3 separate regions of the Mus musculus genome follow, and all the other regions are linked to region 2. A link is a contact called in public Hi-C data. All regions are on one chromosome and are shown on one strand. The core of a region is the stretch at or near the end of the contact, and the rest is flanking DNA. Distances in the headings are between cores, read along the strand shown.

What was found. A called contact is a pair of places that touch in the nucleus more often than the background predicts.
Region 1: a contact with region 2 is called in a Hi-C map of cerebellum, with 3 times the contacts expected there. The contact joins two enhancer-like sites. A contact is called at or near these places in 3 of 39 promoter capture datasets (cranial neural crest, maxillary cranial neural crest and neural stem cells), 6 of 484 Hi-C or Micro-C datasets (cerebellar granule neurons, cerebellum, cerebral cortex and 1 more), 1 of 115 datasets of contacts at active chromatin or transcription factors (astrocytes) and 1 of 9 other capture datasets (embryonic stem cells).
Region 3: a Hi-C map of cerebellum shows a contact between it and region 2, with 1.9 times the contacts expected there. The contact joins two enhancer-like sites. A contact is called at or near these places in 2 of 484 Hi-C or Micro-C datasets (cerebellar granule neurons and cerebellum) and 1 of 9 other capture datasets (embryonic stem cells).

The regions. Positions count from the first base shown.
Region 1 is chr10:46,824,691-46,828,590 of GRCm38.p6, reverse strand. No RefSeq gene overlaps it. Among named protein-coding and RNA genes, the nearest start is that of Gm25650, 12 kb to the left of the region's middle. Within about 2 kb of position 2,395, at least 25 of the 459 cell types and tissues checked have an H3K27ac peak or open chromatin away from gene starts, as enhancers often do. A contact at or near this core is called in cerebellum, where this site is marked.
Region 2 is chr10:46,056,342-46,060,174 of GRCm38.p6, reverse strand. No RefSeq gene overlaps it. Among named protein-coding and RNA genes, the nearest start is that of Gm35430, 170 kb to the left of the region's middle. Within about 2 kb of position 1,939, at least 8 of the 459 cell types and tissues checked have an H3K27ac peak or open chromatin away from gene starts, as enhancers often do. A contact at or near this core is called in cerebellum, where this site is marked.
Region 3 is chr10:46,696,320-46,700,195 of GRCm38.p6, reverse strand. No RefSeq gene overlaps it. Among named protein-coding and RNA genes, the nearest start is that of Gm23481, 40 kb to the right of the region's middle. Within about 2 kb of position 2,040, at least 23 of the 459 cell types and tissues checked have an H3K27ac peak or open chromatin away from gene starts, as enhancers often do. A contact at or near this core is called in cerebellum, where this site is marked.

The DNA of each region.
Region 1 (3,900 bases), core at 1,146-3,645, 770 kb before region 2:
ACTAAGAGTCTACCAGAGAACCCAGCATTCATATTTTGCTTTCTATTTGTAGACCAAAAAATTGTGGTTATTTACATAAGAAAATCCTTGGTCACCAGGGAGTGGCGCTATTTGAAAGTATTAGGAGGTGTGGCCTTGTTGGAGGAAGTGTGTCATTGAGGGTGGGCTTTGTGTTTTCAAGACCATTCAAGTCCAGAGGCTTTTGTTCTTCTTGCTGCCTGACGATCCAGATGTAGAACTCTCAACTGCTTCTCTATCACCATGTCCCCTGTGTGCTGTCATGCTTTCTGTCAAATGAAAATGGACTAAACCTCTGAAAATATAAGCAAGCCCCAATTAAATGCTTTTCTCTATAAGAGCTGCCATGGTCATGGTGTCTAATCACAGCAATAGAACAATAACTAAGACAAATCTCATTTTGAAACAGACTAATGATTTTGTCAGCAAATATTTCAAAAGAGGGCCAACTAAAAGAAGTATTTAATAATAATAATAATAATAATAATAATAATAATAATAATAATAATAACAAATTAGAGAAAAATATTCCAGCTTTCATAAAACTGAAAACACATTTGATTTTCAGTAAATAAAAGGGTAATAAAAAGCTGGCATATTCTGAGAAAACTAAAACTTGGTTTACTTTCTTTAATAAAATTGTGAACTCTCTTTAGGCTCACTTTAGATCCTTCTATATTGTTTTTGACTTTTAAAATTAAATTGAAATGCTAAAGTTTTGAGCATGAAGCATAAATTTTATTTGACCTTTTAGGAAAAGCTATTTTTGTATATTCCTCAGAAGAGGAATCTGTGTTCTGTACCAATCATGTGCGGACAGGCCAGGTGGCAGATTATTTAGCATCTCAGTCTTTCACCTCTAGAGACCAGGGCTTAAATGTGGCTTAAAAGAAATACCCCAGAGTAATGTGTGTGCATTTTGAGGCCTTAAAATTGGGCTTAAGCAGCAATCACTTGCAGCTGCAGAGATGTTCTTTCAAAAGACATCAGAAATGTCACAGGACAAGACCCAGGGATTTCAATAAAGACATAAAGGCCACCCAGACAACCCAACTGGGACAAAGCTTATCAAAATAATGAACCTACAGGTCTGGAACTCTACTGGTCAATGAAAGGAGCCAAATGGGCTTTAAAAAAAAAAAAAAAAAAAAAAAAAAAAAAGGAAAGGAAAGGAAAGAAGGAAGAAAAATGGGTAGTTTCAAATAGATAAGCTTTAGCAGTAACAGCATCCCTAAAGACATGCAAATGAGATTGCCAAAAAGGAGGGGGGCACTAAAAACAAAAAACAAATAGTGTAGCTTACTAGTGCCCCCTAGTGTAACTTCTGTTCTACTTTATGCAGAATTTGATTCTTTAAATATATTTTAAAGAGAGTAAATAGGGTTTAAAAAAAATAATTGCAAGAGTTACAAAAACCCATGAAAAAGAAATGCAAGATTTATATTTTTAAGTCAGATATTAACATCCTAAATAGCTCAGCAGCATCAAAGCTAATAATGTGATTATGTGTATTAGGATCTAATAGTCTGACATCAGAGATAAATTAAAGAAGGACTGACAGACAGAAAAATGACAGCCTCTTTTCCTCCCATGCTTCAGCACAACAGCTCTCTCCCTGAAAAATGTTTTGCTTCACAGTCCCTCTGTTTTGCATCCTAATTTTATCCTGTGCCAACAAAACAGATTGTTTGCTAATTGATATCATAAAGCAAGACAGCCCAGTGAAGGATGATAATTCCTATTCCAGCCAGCGGCAGCTGATGGGGAGCTTGATAGAAATGCTGTCATTTTCAACAGACTGCCTACAATAGACTTTCCACTGTAAATATAGAGATTTGACAGAAGCCTCATCCACCCACCTTTAGTTTTGGAAATGAAATAATTCTCCTACAATATTCTTGTCACCCACTTTAGTTTTGCTACTTGAATTTTTTTTTCTCCTAAAATATGAATACCATTTGGTCTTTGTCAATTGGTAGACAATTGTTTTTTTTGTTGTTTTTTGTTTGGTTGTTGTTGTTGTTGTTGTTCAAAGTCATATGCAAGCTTATGAAGAGCCAATAAACTCGTCTGACTCTAGAAGGGAATAAAGTAACTGGAGTATGACCTATTATCCCATTAAACATTTGTAAAACATCAGGAACTTATAAAACTTGTAAATTTACTTCACATATTCCTAAATTCCACTGCCACTCTGAAAAGTAAAAATCATTTTCACGGTGCTCTTCCTCTTTCCTAGCAAAATCCTTTGTTCTTAGTAGGTTCAGCTTGTCAACCTAGAGAAGCATAGCAAACAAAGTATTCTGTGTATGCAGGACCTAATGTCATCAAGCATTAACAAATGTCTAGTGAGTCCCTACCGAATTCAGCTGGAGAACAATGCCTGTGTGATGCAAATAATTCAGTTGCAAGTGAGAAAACAAAGGCGCTGAGAGGTGGAGAAGGCAGGGTAATGATGGGATTTTAATAATTCCAGTTTAGCTCTCAAGAGGAGATGCATATAAAGAGGCAATGTACACAAGTCATAATTTGTAGCCATCTGCTTTGCTGGTTCAAAAGAGAATTCATTTTGGCTTTTAAAAAAAAAGTCATTTTTTTCACCTATTTGTACCCCATTACATAGTTTCTCCTTGGCTCTTCATTTTAATTTTTTGCCAAGCTGGAAAAAAAATAAAGAGTAATAGTTGATTCTGAAATGTTAAATCATCAAATAGGCATGTTTCTCTCAAATACTGAATCTACATGTAAGCATGTGTGTATGTGTGTCTTTGTGTGCATACAATGTGCATCTGCCTGTGTGTGTGTGTGTGTGTGTGTGTGTGTGTGTGTGTGTGTGTGTGTGTATTGACCATAGAAAAGAAACCTTAAGGAGAGAAAAAGAAATCTGAAATAGTGGAGGGAATAAAAATGACTTGGAAGCAGCAGGGGAGACTCTGGGTGGAGGAAGGATGGTGGCCTACTTTACTTGCTCTTACTGTGATGAACATCATGATCAAAAATCAACTTGTGGAGCAAAGGATTTATTTGCTTACAGAGGCTATAGTCCATCATCAAAGGGAGCTAAGGTAAGAGCCTGAAGCACAAAGGGAAGGAGGAATGATGCTCGCTACCTTGCTAACTATGGCTTGCTCAGCTAGCTTTCTCATAGAGTTTATGCCCATTTGACAAGAAATGGTACCACCCACATTGGGCTGTCCCTTTCCTAAACAATCATCAACCAAGAATATTCCCACAGGCCAAACTTATGAATGCAATCAGTTCTTCAATTAAGTTTCTCTCTTTCCAGGTATGTCAAATCGCAATGGGGATTAGCCATCAAAGAAAAACACCAGCAAGATGTGGCCTGGGAAATGGAGGTCAATGGGAGAAGCAAATGACCGAAAACATTTAAAACATTTATGTGTATAAAATGCCCGTTGCTTTATATGCTAACGTAAAAAGTAATTTAGAAAACAGCCAAGGTAGAAGAAAATTAAGGAGATTAGAACAACCCTCCCAACCTCTTTTATCATTTAGCAGTAAAGGAAACTGACACCCAGAAATGTGGACTCATGTGTTGACAATGACATCACAAGTTAGTAGCAAAGGGTGAAATAAAGAAAATGTCTACTGTACTATGGGTTTGAAACATAGCTATGCTTTTGGTACAAAACAAAATCTTTTTAAAGGGCCTTTTAAAAAATGTTCAATATTCTACCATTTGAAGCTTAAGTCTCAACAATTTAGTTCTTAAAATGGGCAATGGAGTAGGGCTGAGCCAGGGGAATAAACTGCAGAATGGACTGGAATCCCATCAGAGTTGAAAGCAAATTGTTTTGCAGTCTAAAGTTAATCCTGAAGTAGTATTTGATGGACTTTTAATTAAGCAACAAACATCTATAC
Region 2 (3,833 bases), core at 690-3,189:
TTTTTTCCTTTGTTTTTTTTTTTTTTTAAAGAAAATTCCCACGAAAATATGTTTCTAGCCTCCCAGAAAGCTGATAAGATACAGGTAACTATGCTGAAAGAGGAAGCTGCTCTGGATAGCTCCATTTTGTCAGGATGGTTGTAACCTGAATGGGCATCAAGCCTGTCTACAGCTCTAAAGAAGCTAAAGTATGCTGGCTTGAAAGTCTGTGAGCACCAGCCATCTGCATTCTACACTGTGGGCGGAGCCCTTCAGAACCTAGGCGCTCTCTCTCTCTCTCTCTCTCTCTCTCTCTCTCTCTCTCTCTCTCTCTCTCTCTCCCTCCCTCTCCCCCTCCCCCTCTCCCTGTCCCTCTCCTCCCTCTCCCTCTCCCTCTCCCTCTCCCTCTCCCTCTCCCTCTCCCTCTCCCTCTCTCCCTCTTCCCCCCCCTCTCTCTCTCAGCATAAAGCCCTACTTCTGTCTGTGCTAAGACCTTCCTGAAAACACCAGAAGCCAGCATGGAACTTTAGACCCAGCTCCTTCACACCACACCTCAGACCCTGCCTCCCAAACAGAAGAGTGGTTCTCCCAGGATTATACACACTGTCCTGTTTCTCCTCTTAATCTCTGACCTTCAAATAGGAACACAATTAGTTTTAAGATATTGCAAGAGAAATATAAGAATCCCCAAAGTACATCAGCATGATGCACCCTGGTGGAAGAGCAAAGATTCACTGTGGTCAGTCATGCCCGAACAAGAATCTTACCAAAGCAAAATAGTATAACGTGTTTCCATTCTGCTGACCTTGGGTATCTGGAGGTGCTAGCTGTGGCTGACTGCAAACCTGAGACATATGACTATATTTTTAACGGTTTTCATATTTGGGAGTAAAGCAAAAGAAGTGTTTTGTGCCTTCAAAGAGACAAATTTCAGTTACTGGCCACAATAACATCTCAGGAGCACTGAAGACCAAATACAGAGAGCCACAGAAAGCAGAGCCCAGATGGTATTTACTGGGCACTTTCTATCAGGTGGACAAGCTCAGAACTGATGTTTGTTTTTTTAGTTTGTTTGTTTATTTATTTATTTATTTATTTATTTATTTATTTATTTTTGTAACTCTTGTAACAGCATCTGGAGGCTGCTACTGTCAGTTCCTGGGTTTAGGCACTGAGACCCTGAAGCATTAAAGGAGTTAACTTGCTGGGAAATGGCACTTAGAATTTTGGATCAAGATCTTTTATCCTACAAGCTGTTTCCTTACAAACTACATGGCTGTGGTGAGCTTCCTGTCTGCACAGAGGCTTCAGAATAAGCCGTTCCCAAGATGACCATAGAACTGCATTTCTTTATTATACTTTAGTCCCAACCATATTAATGGGGTTGATATACACAAACTGCAGGTACCTCAAACGTGGCATGATTGAAAAATCTAGTCTTCATGTTGTAACACCCATTTTATAATTCTCTAGAAAAACTGTGTTAAGACATGCTGTACCACAATTGTCAATGCTATAAAAAAAAATATTAAATCAATAAGTCTCCACTCAGCCAAGCAAGATTAGGACCTTGATGTCCTAACTCAATAGTTCATCTTAGCTAAAGATGCGCAAGGGAAAATGTGCAAGGGTAGAGAGGACCTTCATTGCCTCTTCTTTAGGACTGCTTTTCCTGGAATGCAATGCAATGCAAAGCAATGACATCATGTCCCATTCTAATTTAATTTTCTATTCCTTCATAATTAATTAAAAGATATGAGATTGAATTATTTGGCCCAAAAGACAGAGCTACTGATCATGTTTAGTGTCATACCCATCCTCTGTTTAGTAAAATATCTCCTGTCCCTTCGTCCTTCACAAACCGGAGAGCCCTGCGTGATGCAGAACCACAGAGGCTCCTCTGCGGACTCTGACCTTATTCACAGTCTTCCCCAGAGCTGCTGCAGTCCATCCCACCCACATAGAGCAACATTTCTAATAGCCTCATCCGGATTTGGAAAATATCAGTCTAAATTTGCCAGGCGACAGCCCATAGTCATTTTCAACTATGGAGAAACATCAATGAACCAAGAAAAGTCATTTTGTATGGATGCCAAGTGTCACAGAGTACCAGATGGGTTGCTGGAATGTTAGGAAAGAAGTGAAAATGGGTGACACACTACCCAGATTCAAAACTCCAGTAAAGGAATCTGTCCTGTAAGATTGTTTTTATTATTATTATAAATTCCTCAGCGACAAGAAATATTCCTCTCCTCTGATGCTAAAATACCTCGGTTTAGGAACAACAGTAATTAACAAGCAAATCACCTGTTGGGGCGTAATTAAGCATAAAGAACAAGGCAGTATGGTAGTCAAGTTCATCCTGGCTATTTGGGATTAGATAATCGCTAGCATTGGTGTGGTGTACGGTTTTATATTTGACTTTCATTTACAAGGCATCTCAGAGATGATGGGGAGGGGCTCGTGTGTCAGAGAAATTCGTATTTTAATAGATGATCATGATACTATTTAAGGCTAATTTTCTAAGCCTCAGATTTAATCTTAGCGTTTTTAAGAAAATTATAATGACCGATGAAATCTCAAGACCATAAAGTCCTCTGCAGTTCTGTGTATAGGACATTGTCTTACAGCGACACCTAGTGGTTGCTTTCACTCAGGCTCCGAAAGAAACTGCTTTACAAATGCTTTCTCCTAAGAAAACTGAAATAAGAAGTCACTATTTAGGATATTGTTTGTTTTCGGCTTTTTTTTGTGCCTGATTAATATTTAAATTTCCATCTGATGCAATTTCCATCCGAAACATTCATAGGAAGCTGATGATTCTCTTACAGGTGAAAGAGAACTGACTTCGTTACCATTACCAAAGAAAAGCGTGGCTACTTTACAAGAAAAATATATATATTATACAGTCAACATGGCTCAAGAAAAGCCATCTGTAGAGGGAGACCAAATATCCCTATTTAATAATTCATGTCGCTGCTACATAAGAATTGAATGGGATATTTTTCAACCAAAAGGAATCATGAGATTGATTTGAGTGGTTGTTATTATAGGAGAGAGTTTAAAAAACAAAAAACAAAACAAAACAGCATTGTTTTCTGTCCCCACAGCGGAGTCCAGAAACAAGCCTGGAGAGTCTGAGGCACTGAGACTCTGTCCATGAGTTTGACATTCCCTCATGTCAGGCATTCCGTCGAGATCCCTTCACTTCTCCCAGTAATGCAATCGCAAGTGGGGAAATTCTACTCTGATCATTTACAGTGTCTGCAGAGGTCTGCAAGATCACAATCTTCAAATTGATTCGAGAAATGTTGACATTTATACTATTCCCCGCTCCTGTTATAATCATTGTCACCAGCATGAATTTGTGAGGATCTTATTTTATGTTCTTGTCAAAATCTCTGTCGCAAGAATGAGACTGGGGAAGTTTAATGCTTTATGTGATAGCTGAGAGATGATAATAACCCCAGCTTCCCTGACCTCCTCCATGTTTCAAAATTTAGAGGCTGGTTAGATCTCTTCATGTCTTTTGCAGGCTCAGCAGCCCAAGGCAGCCAGACCATCAGCCAATCACAGTGTAGAGAATAAAATGCTATTGATCACGCTCCCCATCCACAGACCAGCCTGCCATCCTGAAGGCCCCACAGGTAGGGGTTCTGGGCACACACTTAAGGCTTTCCCATTGACATTTTGAATACAGTGGAAAACAAACAGCCAAAGCAAAACAACCTTTGCGGGGGAACATTAAAAGTTTTTAATATCTGATGCTAAAATCAGATTTTTTTTCCACTCTGCACAAGTCAAATAGCTTGGGTTTTTTGTTTGCTTTTTTGCTGTTGTTGCTGTTTGTTGTT
Region 3 (3,876 bases), core at 791-3,290, 640 kb before region 2:
GTGCCACAGGATGGCTTCCCAACCTGAACCAGAAAGATGGACTTTTGGAATGCCTGAGAGCTGAGCACACAGAATACAGAAGCTATCTTAGTGGGGAATAGACTGATGGAAAATACTAACTAGGAAAATGCTTTTTAAAAAGCTAGGAAAAAAGTAGACAGGTCATGAGAGGGGAACTGAAGAAAGTATTAGTTTGCCTAGAGCAGTGTGGGGACGTGGGAAATAATGAGAAGGAGGTAAAGGTGGAGGAGGTCAGATCAAATGAGCCTATGGATACTTTTACAGACTCTGGACGCTTTTCTTAAGAGAAGAGTAAATCATAAAGTTGTTTCAAATAAGAAAGTCACAACATCAGTTTAGGAATGTTTAAAGAAGTGGGAATTGATTGGCAAAGTTATTGGAATTATTGTTATTCAATGTGAAGGCTGAAAGCAAAGATAGGAGGCATTTATCATTGCAGGATTTGGCATGTGAATATCACATGAACAGGATAAATCTGGGGTAGACATTGCAAATTAGAGGACAATACCATGAAAATACTTGACTAGATAGCCTGGTGTGTGGTTGAGGGCAGCAGAGTTGAAGGGGGTTGTGTGTTACCTGGAGGGAAACAGGTGTTCAAAATAACGTTGGAAAGGGGTAAAATTGCTAAAGACACTACCAAGCTTCTGTGTCTGCTAGTATATACTTTTCTTACACAGGGGCTGTATTTTGGTTGGTAGTTGCTCTTCAGTTCACTATTGAGTTTGTGCTTACAGGCAGCCAGAGAATGAAGAGGAGAAAGCAATTTCCCTTAACAAAATCAACCTTCCTTTCTGTCTATCCCACTGCCAAATTCTGCATGGTAGTTTAGAGGCACAACCCCATTCTTAATAAATTGAGTTGCTCCGAGTTTGTGTCTTTCCTAGAGAATTGTGGTTGGAGATGTTCTGGCAGAAGAGCAAATCAAGATATTCTCTGGTTTCCTATAGTCACACTATAACTTGCTCTAAAGTTTTTCTTTTTACAGCACAAAAATATATATAAGAGCAATCATTTGTTAATTAATTGCCGTCTTAGTTAGGGTTTCCATTACCATGAAGAGACACCATGAACAAGGCAATTCTTATAAAGGACAACCTTTAATTGGGGCTGGCTTATAGGTGCTGAGGCTCAATCCATTATTATCATGGGTAGAAGCATGACAGAATAGCCATGGTGCTGGAGGAGCAGAGAGTTCTACTTCTTATTTCATAGGAAAAAAAGGAAAAGAATGTCTTGCAAGCAACTAGGAGGAGTTTCTCCAAGCCCACCACCACAGCGACACACTCCCTCCAACAAGGCCACACCTCCCAACAGTTCCACTTCCTGTGGGCATATTCAAACTACAAGTGCATTTTAAAGAATCAAAGATAACTGAAAAACAGAACAAAACAAAACTGAAGACCCAAGTAAAAATGGAAATAGAAAACAAGGTATTCTCTTGAATTCAAATTGAATTTATTCACTTTACTTTTTAATTCTTTTGTTTTTTTTTTTTTTTTTTTTGATTTGGGTTTTATTTCTTTGTTTATGTCTGTTACAGCCTTAAGGATACATCTGAGAAAGAACTTATATTTCTACACATTTTCTGAGGAAGTCAGTATGAAATATAACAAATATGTACATTGTCCTTAGCCAAGAAAAGCTTCTAAGTGAGGCTGATGCACAAAAAAATAAAACCAGACAAAAATCCGGAATGTTTCACTCACTATGAGCTTGGTTATCTACATTTAATTATGAATAGGGCCAATCATGATAAATCTAATTTATTGGAAAATTACTAACCTTAGTTCTCCTAAATTTAGCAGGTCATGGCTGTGTATTGTATAATTAGGTAGAGAGCTATTATTCATCTTAGCAGCTGTTTTCCTCCTTACACATAATATTTGAGAATCCAGGCACATAGGTGGAGATGAGGATCCTAACTTTCAGAATTCTGGTCACACAGGGGAAGCCCCAGCAATACCTTTGTGTTCTCAGCCCCCTAGTGGGAAACTGAAAAGTGCTTTACTTATGCAAGCTGCTCACGCAAGGCTGTATCCAGGCCATGAAGATTAGATTATTGTAACTCCCTGTTGGCTGACTTGCTCCATAAGGCCTTACATAAACTCCAGCTGCTGAAGGACAAAGCTGCCAAGTTCCTCTGAAAAGGGCAAAATTAATCAAAATATATTTCTCCCTATCTGAAATCCCTATGTTAGCTATTGGTTAAAAACTAAAGTAGTGCCCAGATTTTTAAATTCCTCCTTTAATTCAGAGGGTAAAAGCTGGCCCAGCTCCAATATCCCTTTTACAACCTCTTGGCAATTTATGTTTCCTGGCCAGCTCTTGAACTCTGCTGAAGCAAATCTGTTTCATGCCCCAAGACTGTTGCAGGATTTTATGAAACAAAGGCAGTTAGTTCTATAATCTTTACAAGGTAGAACCCTGCTTTGATTACAAAGCAGTAGACTTGAAATATATTAAAAAAAACTTCTTGGCAACTATTCCTTAGGATGACATAAGGCAATTTTATTTTCAGTAGTCCAAAGGCACTTACACATGGTTTTAATATTTGGAAAGCCTTGAAATGTTCCGGGCAAAAGTCCCTTTAAGAAGATATCAGTTGGTTGGCAGAGATGTGTGTATACAAAGGCACATGCTTCCAAATTTTTATGTTGTCATGTTCTAAGTGGATGAAGAAATGTAAGGATAGAATATGTATGTGCCCTTAAGTAACTAAACCATTCATCTTGTACAGACTGAAAGCAAAACATAAAGCTGAAAACAACATAAAAGCTTTAGTCAAATGTGTGTTGATTAATCAGTGCTGAGAATGTAGGCTAAACATTAGGAAAACAACTCAGTGAAAAATTTGGTTTATACTGAGAGTTCCACTAATGTCCAAAGAATCTTCTGAAAGTGGAGGTATGCAGCGACTCTTCAGTGAACAAGTTCTTCCTCAATAGAACTCTAGAAGGATGCTATGAAGCCACAATATTTGACAAATTTTTCAAACGAATAAAATTTTCCAACAGTCTTTCATACCATCATATTACAATATCTATAGATCCATGGTGCTATTTTCTGAGCTGATGTAGCAAAAATAAATAAAAGATAAGTATGTGTACATCAGTTTGTGGTCAAAGATAAGGATGTAATATCTGAGAAGTACAGTACATTCTAGTACTTCAGTAGCCCAAAGGTACTTACACATGGTTTTAATATTTGGAAAGCCTTGAAATGTTCCAGGCAAAAGTCCCTTTAAGAAGATATCAGTTGGTTTAACTTACAACAAAATGATTTACAACAAAAGCTGATATTATTCTGGCATGTTATTCTCCCTTTACTTGACTAAATAGTATAAATAGGATATACTATGAGAAAAATCAGAATAGGTAAACATTTTCTATGATACACAAAAATTATTGCACTTTTAAATATTTAATAACATTCAAATTGTAGAACATTATCTCAATAAGATTAAGTATTATGGTTCAGATAGGAAATGGCATAACATACTGATGTTATCAGGTTTTGAACCTTGTTGTCTATGTTATGGGCTATTTTGGAAGACAAAGTACCCTTTAGAAGGTGGGGACTATCTGAAGTTAGTAAGCCACTTAGAAATATGTAAGTAAGAACCTTAGGAATAAGACCTCTTTCTGTCACTGTTGCAATGTGACCAGCCCCTTCACACTCTGAAGACACAGATTGTTTTTCCTGCAGCCATGCTGTCACCTCTGTGTTGGGCTGTTGGCCTCTGAAACCATGAGCCAAAATAAATCTTTTTAACTTGAATTTTCTATAACAGGCATTTTGTCACAGCAATGTTTCCTTCTCGTATTGTTTCTAATAGGTATTTTGTTACATCAA